Linked DNA regions of Mus musculus: region 1 is linked to region 2. The links are chromatin contacts, called in public HiChIP or PLAC-seq maps. All regions are on one chromosome and are shown on one strand. The core of a region is the stretch at or near the end of the contact, and the rest is flanking DNA. Distances in the headings are between cores, read along the strand shown. Region 1 has its middle 15 kb from the start of Gm30796. Region 2 overlaps Gm30320 (a long non-coding RNA gene).

Region 1 (4,419 bases), core at 1,204-3,703, 240 kb after region 2:
GCCAGCAGGTACCCTGTACACACACAGAGCCTTCTTAACCTCAGAAGTTTCCGTGGAAGTCTCATGTGGTGCGGTGACCATGTGTGACAACCATGCTTTATCTGTAGAAGAAGTCAAGGAAACATTTCTTTGTTGTTGTAGGTTTGGTTTGGTTTTTTCGAGACAGGGTTTCTCTGTGTAGCCCGGGATGTTCTGGAACTCACTCAATAGACCAGGCTGGCCTTGAACTCAGAAATCCGCCTGCCTCTGCCTCCCAAGTGCTGGGATTAAAGGCGTGTGCCACCACTGCCTGGTGCAGAGGAAGCATTTCTAGCTTCCTTGTGGAAAATCGAGGAGTGGCATCTGTGTTGAGACACCATCCTTACTCTGGATGCTTGTGTGCATCAACAGGACAGCTAAGCCACGCCCAGGGTCCCCTACAGAGGGATGGCCTTAGTCCACCTCACCCAGTATACTGATGTAAATTTTATTTTCAGGTCTCCCAAGAATAGCCACAACTAAGCCGCTCTCCTGGCTAGCTCCCCGCGCACAAAGTCTCTATTATGCTGTTTTGTTTTCCAAACGGGAGAAGGGAACAGATTCTTATTAAGAGTCACAAGCCAAAGCTCATCAGGCTAAACTGAGCACAGCTATACACCTGGTTCTGTCTGTCCTCTTTCTTCTAACTCAGGCCCTCTCTCTCCACCCACTCTGAGCTTGATCTTGTTTCTTTCATGGAACGTGACACGCCCTAAAATTGTCTTGTTATTGTGTTTTCTGGTCCCTTTTTGTGCTTTGAATGTGTGTGTATGTTCACATGTGTAGTACACTCATGTGTTTGTCTGTTCACCTGTGTAGTACATGTGTGTGTTTGTACATTCTTGTGTGTAGAACACATATGTTTGTGCATTTACACATTAGCACACGTGTGTGTTTGCATGTTCACGTGTATAGTACCCTTGTGTGTCTGTGTGTTTACACATGTAGTACACATGTGTTTGCATGTTAACATGTGTAGCACACATGCCTTTAGAGGCCAGATGTCTTCCTCATTCACTCTCCACATTATTTCCTGAAGTGGAGTCTCTCACTGAACCCAGAGCACCCCGATTCATCTAGTCTAGTGAATCAACTTGCCCCAGAGACCCCTCATCGCAGATCCTGATGGCTTCTAAGTAGAATTCAGTGACTCACAGGTCAGTGTGTGGAAAGGGTGGGGTGGAGCACAGCAACACCCCCCCCCAATCTCCTCTCTGCTTCAGTGTCTGTCCAGCTCTTGCCGCCCCCAGGAGACATTTCCATCCTTCTTGGGGAATTTTCCTCCTGCTCAAAATTAGACATGCTCTGATTGCCAGCAGATTCACTGACGGGAGCCTCGGGTCCTAGAGAATGTAAGGCCACGTCTGTCACTCCATGGGGAACTGTCCTACTCAGTACCAATGAGCTATGACCCCTAGAAACTCAATTAAAGCACAGGGCACTTAAAGAGTGATATTTGAATTAGATCCGATTTTGCCCCCCGGGGGTCCAGGTTGGAGACACGAATGAGCTACTGGGTTTTGTAATGATCTCAGATGTTCAGTTCACAGAATAAAACAAATTCCCACGTGGGGTCCAAGTGCTGTCACTCACTATCGGGAATGTCATGAGATTGTTTGGCCCTGTCGCGTGCTCAGAAAACAGCTGACATTTAACAAAGGTGAGTTAGTTGTCAGAGAGAGCAATAATGAACAATATTGAAGTAGGTCACTTTCATTCTCCCAGCTAGTTGTGTGCCCTGCTTTAGAGCGAAATTCCTTCCCAGTGTTCGTCCACGGCTTCCTTCCAAGTAAAACTCATTAGAGAGATTTCTTTGGGGGATTTTTTTTTTCTTTTCCTTTCTCTGCTTCTTTTCTTGACTCTGGTTAAATAAATTATTGATTTGTTTTCAAGATAATTTAAGGGGTGATACAGTTGTGATTTAATAACTGTGGCCAAAATGCATTCAAAGGAAACACACTTAAGGGGTTCAATTAGGGAATCTGATTTTGTTTTTGTTTTTTTTTAAATAATCAAACCAACCAAGCAATGAGCCACCATCATGGGGACTCCTGGGTGGGCTGGATGGGCACAGAGCATCGTGTGAGCTTTAATACTGCAGGACAAATGAACTAAAGGAAAACAGACATCAGAGGCTGGGGAGGTCCTGGCAGACAAGTGTCATCCCAGGGGAATTATGGGCCTGCAGGGACCATGGACATCAGGCCCAGGTCACAGTTGTTCATAAGTTTAGACATCCAACTTCAAAGACACCAAATCAAAAGAACTGGGCACACCCAGTTTTGAAGACCAAAGCTTCCTTGTTCAGATGCTATGGCCTCTTGTCTGTCCCAGAACAGCTGCTTAGATTGGCTTCACCACGGGGCCTGTGCTCTGGAACCACGGCAACCACCCCAGGTCCCTTTGCAAAGAGCAGCTTCCTCATCCTGAGCCGGTCATATCCCCAGCCTCGTGGGGCCTGAGAGGAACAAGTCTGAGTCACACGCTCACCCCTGGAAACTGTGGAAACCAGTCAATGCCTGGCTCCCGGAGGCAGCTCCCAGCACTGAAGTGTCTAAGGAGCACTAAGAAGATTCCGAGACAACGCTTGTGAGAAAGCACATCATTGGGGGGGGGGGGGAGTGTCATCTGTTTGCTGACCCCACAGGCAGCAGGACCAGCCAGGCTCCTCATCCTCCTGCATCTGCTTGTCCTTTCCCACATGCTGGGCTGTAGCCCTTCAACCTCTAAGCCCAAATGAACCTTAATGACGTTGACACCTGACAAGAAGGTATTGAGTGGACTAATGAAATCAAGACAATCTCACACACACACACACACACACACGCCACAAGCCATCATAACCTAGACAATCCTTCACGGAGACATCTCCCAGTTGACTCTAGTTTGTATAAAGTGGGCAATTAAAACTAAGCATCCATCGGACCTCAAAGAAGGGGATCGGGAGTGATTGAGGATAGAGTGAGCTCCTGATGTCCTTGGGCCTCCACACAATGTGCACAGATGTGTGTGCATACATGTGCATACACTTCATGCACGCACATAACAGACATGCTTGGTGGTTTGAATGTTTGCCCATTAGGAGGTGTGGCCTTATTGGAAGAGGTATGGCCTGTTGGAGCAAGTGTGTCACTTCATAGGTGGGCCTCGAGGCCACCTATGCTCAGGCTCCACCCAGTATAGAAGAGAACCTCCTCCTGGCTACCTACAAAAGAGCACCTCCTCCTGGTTGCTTTCAGATAAAGATGTAGAACTCTCCACTCCTTCAGCACCATGAGCACCTGCACGCTGCTATGCTGCCTGCCATGATGATAATAGACTGAACATCTGACAGTGAGAGCCAGCCCCAATGAAATGTTTGCCTTTATAAGAGTTGCCTTGGTCATGGTGTCTTTTCACATCAGTGAAGCCCTAACTAAGACACATGCTCGAAGAGTCACCGTTTAGGGTTGACTGTGTGCCAGTCTAAGCTCTTTGTACTTTAAATACCATTTACGTCTCTACAATCTGAAATTAGCATTCTGTTCGGTGACTTTCTCAGGATCGTCTAGCTGGGATGTGGAGTCAGGTACATGGTGGCACTGGCCTTTCTAAAGATGAGGGTGACCTTAACCGAGGCTATCCCCTGCAAAGGGGAGGTCACTAAACCCTGCAGCCACGCATCCTGCCTGACCATCCTAGATAATGCATTCTGGGTGGTGGAAGATTTGCCATCCCAGGCGCATTCGTAGAATGCTTGTCCTAGGTTCATTCCCCAGCAGTAAGTACATTTTTTTAAAAAAAGGTAGGAATCCTTTCTAAAAGGTTACATGGTGTCTGCTGCCTTACTCTCTTAATGACTCTGAAATATTCTAAAGTAGTACATTTTGCTATCTCTTCTAAAGTGTAACTACATTTCCTAGATATTCATGTCAGAGAACAGTCTTTCATGGCCCAGGGCTTCCTGTAGCCTTTAGAGCCAGGCCTGCCTTAAACACTTCATGTTGAACTCAACATCAGCTGCTGAGTGAGACACTATTCAGGAGCCACCCCTGAAGGTTGTTTGTGAGAGGGTCAGGGTTTGGCATTCAGGCCCCAAATGTCATCTCTAGTGTCTGTTGATATGATATCAATGCCCACGTTTGTTCCACGGTCTGTTGAGATGGCTATTTTCATTGTCAACAGACTCTGAACTCCACTAGGAGTCAAAGCTCTAGGCGTGTGTGTCTACGAGGGGTTTTCTAGGTTGGGTTAACTGAGGTGGGAAGACCCATGCCACCTGTGGGCGGCTCCATCCCATAGGCTGGGCTTTCAGATTCAATAAAAAGGAGAAAGCAAACAGAATAAATGACCAAATGCTAACATCCAGCACTCTCAGCTTGCCTGATTGTGGTTACAATGTGACCGGCTGCCCCAAACTCC
Region 2 (4,022 bases), core at 1,182-3,681:
GATAAGGTTTCTCTTTCTTTTAAAAGCTGGGTCTCCTGTAGCTCAACCTCGCCTCAGACTTGCTATGTAGTCCAAGGTGTCAATGACCTTGAGCTGCATTCAGGAACACAGTACCCAGTTCTATGCAGCACTGGGAATTGAACCTACGGCCCTGTGTGTGCTAGGCAATTGTCTAATAACTGAGCCTTGTTCTCATACCTGCTTAAATTTTTTTTTCTCTTTTAGGATAAGAGGTCTTTCTCACTCTGTAGCACAAAGTAACTGTGAACTCAAGGCAATTCTTCTGCCTCAGCTCCCTCATACTGGATGACAGCACACCTAGCTCCAGCCTGGTTTCAAACTCACCATCCTCTTGGCCGCCTTGGCTTTGCCAAGTTCAGGAACTTCAGGCACGTGCCTCCACCCCTGGCCAGAAGCAGTTTTCTTACTAATAGTTTTGATCCGAGGGCTAGGTGATCCAAGGGTCAAAGGTCACTCCTAGAAGTCACAGTTAAAACAGGGACATCTAGGAGAGGAACGGTTGACTCGGGAACCCAGGGGTTGTCGCCAAAGCTGCATTGAACTCCGAGGTGCACTTAGGGTTTGAAACGGCCCCAGAGATTGAAGAGAACAATGTCAAAGAGAAGAGATGAACAGGAGACGTGAGGATGGAAGGTGAGGAATCCAGAAAGCTGAGAGCCACACCCAGGGTGCGTGATAGGGATTTCGATCTCTCTCTGGAAGGGAGGGTTTCTGTTTCTGGAGCTGGAAGGCATAGGAGCAGGGGAGCCAGAAAGAGCTGCGGCAGGGCTGAGGGGGCTCTGGAGGCAGATGGGAGGCAGCAGACAGTGGATACTTACAGATGAGTTAGTATCTGCCCTTCTGAGTGGTAAGGTTCTCCCCTTTTTCCTCCCTTCCCCTCCCCTCCCCTCCCCTTTTCCTCCCTCCCCTTTTCCTCCCTCCCCTCCCCTCCCCTCCCTTCTTTCCTTCCTTCCTTCCTTCCTTCCTTCCTTCCTTCCTTCCTTCCTTCCTTCCTTCCTTCCTTCCTTTCTATACAGGTTCTCAGCCCTCTAAAGGCTGCCCTTAAGCTTGCTAAGTGGCTAAGGATGACCTTGAACTCTTGGTCCTGATGTCTGCACCTCTCTAGTGCTGGGTGACAGGTGTGTGCCACCATGCTGGGCTTTTGCTGAGGGAGGTTTTGCAAAAGTCAGGCAAGCGCTCTACCAGCCGAGCTACACACATATTTCCTAATGGCTATGTGTAGCTGCTTCCCTCTGGGTTTATGCAGAGCCGAAATGAAATTTCAGAAGAGTGGATTTATGCCTGAAGTCCTATTATAACAGAAGAAATCTGAGCTTTTGGTTCCCTTGGAGGCCAGCTGTCAGGGATGCAGAGTGCAGAGGTCAAGAGAGGCCTGCCTGAGAAGATGTTGCCCAGAGCAACAACCTGGGGGAGGGGAGTGGGAGGGATTGGCCTAGACTCTGTCTTTGGAGGCCTGGTCAAGGCAAGAAACCAGGAGCTGAGCCATTCAGGACTGAAGTTGATACCCTTAGGGGGGCTGGTGGCTCACTTTCGGAAAATTACTTTCCTGTCTTTGGTCAAAATAGCACTGTGGGCAGCAAGTATTGTGTATAAGACAGATAATAAAAGCTCCCAGCTTATAGGATGGGTGTGTACACCCCAGCCTGCCCTGGGAGAAATCACATCACAGCAAACAGAGACCATCAGACTCTCCAAGGGATGGGCCCATCCTCCTTCCTAACACACAGAAGCAGGGCTTCTAGAAGCCATTTGCCCGTCCCAGCTGTTTTGAGTATTCCTCGCACCCGTTTTTTTATGAGTCTTTGAGAGGGGGACCTGCCTGTGTTGGCAGGTTTCAATTTCATCTCGAGTCTACTCTGCCTGGTAACAGAAGCCCCAAAGCACAGGAAAGCGACCACAGGCATCTGGAAAAGATTGACTTCTGTGTTTTTAATCACCAGAAGAAAACCCAGCCAGGGAGTTAGCCAGTTGAACTGAGAGTTTGAGGGCTAAGGCCAGCAGCAGCAAGGGAGAGAAGTCTCATGGGGCCCAGAGACAGTTTTCCCCAGAGAACTCCAGAGGCAGGCCCTGGAGGAGCAGCCAGGCTGGAAGCACAGGACAGGGCCAGTTTTGAAAGTTTGTTTGTGCCTATCCCATTCTCTTTCCTCTCTGAGTTTTTACCTTGGTGGTGGAAAAAGTGTTGTGATTTCTAAAGACAACTTCTTCCTCATCTTCCCCTGTGAACTGCCGAGCAAAGGATTAATTTAGATTTCTGCCATGCCGGGGCCTCTCTCATTAAATGAATCCCATTGTCTCGTGGAAGCCCAGGCAAGTCAGCTTAATGACGCCTCGCTCCCTCCAGTCCTGAGCAAACGTCCCGGGTGCTTTCTGGCTCTCTCTGCCATAGTTTCCTTGGCAGCTTTCCAGTTTCCATTCTGTTGCTCCATGCTCCAAACTCCTCCCCCACCGGCCCCACCCACACTATAGTCTGCACCCCTTTCTGATGCCTCGTGGGGTGTGCTTACCCCATTTCTATGGTTTCTGTTTCTACTGACAGTGTGACTGTACACAGCCAGGCTGTTTGGAGTTCTCAGAAGACATGGAGTCGGGTTCCTCGTGTCCCTGACAACAGTTCATGTTTGCTGGGATAGGATGTGTTGGTTGCAGGGAAAGGCAGACATTCTTATGCCCATAGTCGGAATAAAGGGCACACAAACACTTGTTCCTTCTAAAGGAACAAGCAAGAAAGAGTCCCAAAAAGTCCTTTCACTTCTCCATATGGGCCTGGATGAGGAAGTGGTCAGAGGCAAAGATTTCACATCCTTTAGCAGTCTGGAAGATTGAAAAGACAGAAGCTGGTCTGACATTGAACAGAAATCTCCATAAAACAATCTCTGCAGGGTGGATCTCATTGCATCTCAGACTGTGGCTGGGTGCTTCATGGACATATGACCTTCTGGGCTGAGACAGACAGAGCTCATGGAAACTTGGGCTAATTGGTTAGGATCCCCCCTTCTCTTGGACTGGTGCTCAGGCTGGAAAATGGGACCATTCTGAAGGCTTGTTGAGGGCAGAGAGTGGGCATGCCTCAGGGTGGGGATGCCGAAGGAAGGTAATGGGAGCTGGGCTGTAGATCGTGCCCTGAATATTTCTAGACACATAGGAGTGTGAAGCGGGTGTGGGCTTTGTAGCAGTCAGCTTTGGCTGTGTAACAAAGTCCCCCATCCTTCCAATGTTCATGGCTCACACAAGCCTTTGTTGCCTCCAGTTTCTAAGGGTTGGATTCGGGCACTTCCTGAATGGTTTGGGGGCTCCAGATCCATTGCGGGCTAGCAGCAGGGAGCAGCTGCAGGCCTTGAGGGTGTTCTTGTAAGTGCCATGGAAGGACAGACTCTGGGCTTGCTCACGTGGCCACTGGCCCCACATTCCCTTCCTAACCAAACATCCCCACCCCTGTACATCAAATCTGCGTTGTGTGGGAAGGGACATGGAGTCGAAGGGACAGGGATCAAGAAAGGCTGGCTGCTATCAATTTTATTTAAAAGGTCCTTAGAGGGGCTGAGGAGGCGGTTAAGCTTAAGGACTTGAGTTCCAGAGCCCACATAAGAAAGCTGGGTGTGGTGGCATGCGTGGGTAGCCCCAGTGCGGGAGGTGTGGACAGGAGGCTCGCTGGCCAACCAGTCTTGCCTAATTGGTGAGCTCCAGGCCGAAGAGAGACCTGTCTCAAAGGAGGTGGGCTGCATTTCTGTGACGGACACCTGGAAGGACAGGGAATGTGAAGAGATGAATCTGAGAGGATTGTGTCCCCATCTTGAATGTCCCCGCAAGCCTGGGTTGGTGCCATGTGACATGCGTTTGCTGTTTTTAATTTTCTTCTCTTCAGGGTAGGAGACAAAGCCTCATTAACATGATGCATTGAAGCAGGAAGCAAAGAGACGGTTAAATGACCTGAGAGGCGATGTTTGCAGCCAAACAGGGTGGCGTTGCTACCCCAGCAGTGAGGCTTGGAGAGGCCAGGAGCA

What was found. HiChIP or PLAC-seq counts read pairs in DNA pulled down with a chosen protein or histone mark.
Region 1: a contact with region 2 is called in an H3K27ac HiChIP or PLAC-seq map of microglia, with 6 times the contacts expected there. The contact joins two enhancer-like sites. A contact is called at or near these places in 7 of 39 promoter capture datasets (the 3T3-L1 cell line, 3T3-L1-derived adipocytes, hematopoietic stem and progenitor cells and 3 more), 19 of 484 Hi-C or Micro-C datasets (B cells, the C2C12 cell line, the G1E-ER4 cell line and 12 more), 12 of 115 datasets of contacts at active chromatin or transcription factors (T-cell acute lymphoblastic leukemia, bone marrow-derived dendritic cells, bone marrow-derived macrophages and 6 more) and 1 of 9 other capture datasets (embryonic stem cells).

Annotation. Positions count from the first base shown.
Region 1 is chr2:166,418,053-166,422,471 of GRCm38.p6, forward strand. No RefSeq gene overlaps it. Among named protein-coding and RNA genes, the nearest start is that of Gm30796, 15 kb to the left of the region's middle. Within about 2 kb of position 2,454, at least 32 of the 459 cell types and tissues checked have an H3K27ac peak or open chromatin away from gene starts, as enhancers often do. A contact at or near this core is called in bone marrow-derived macrophages and microglia, where this site is marked.
Region 2 is chr2:166,178,495-166,182,516 of GRCm38.p6, forward strand. Gm30320 (a long non-coding RNA gene) reads left to right here. Exons shown (of 4, transcript XR_866951.1): 3 at 226-654; 4 at 3,884-4,022. Among named protein-coding and RNA genes, the nearest start is that of Gm30536, 14 kb to the right of the region's middle. Within about 2 kb of position 2,432, at least 165 of the 459 cell types and tissues checked have an H3K27ac peak or open chromatin away from gene starts, as enhancers often do. A contact at or near this core is called in bone marrow-derived macrophages and microglia, where this site is marked.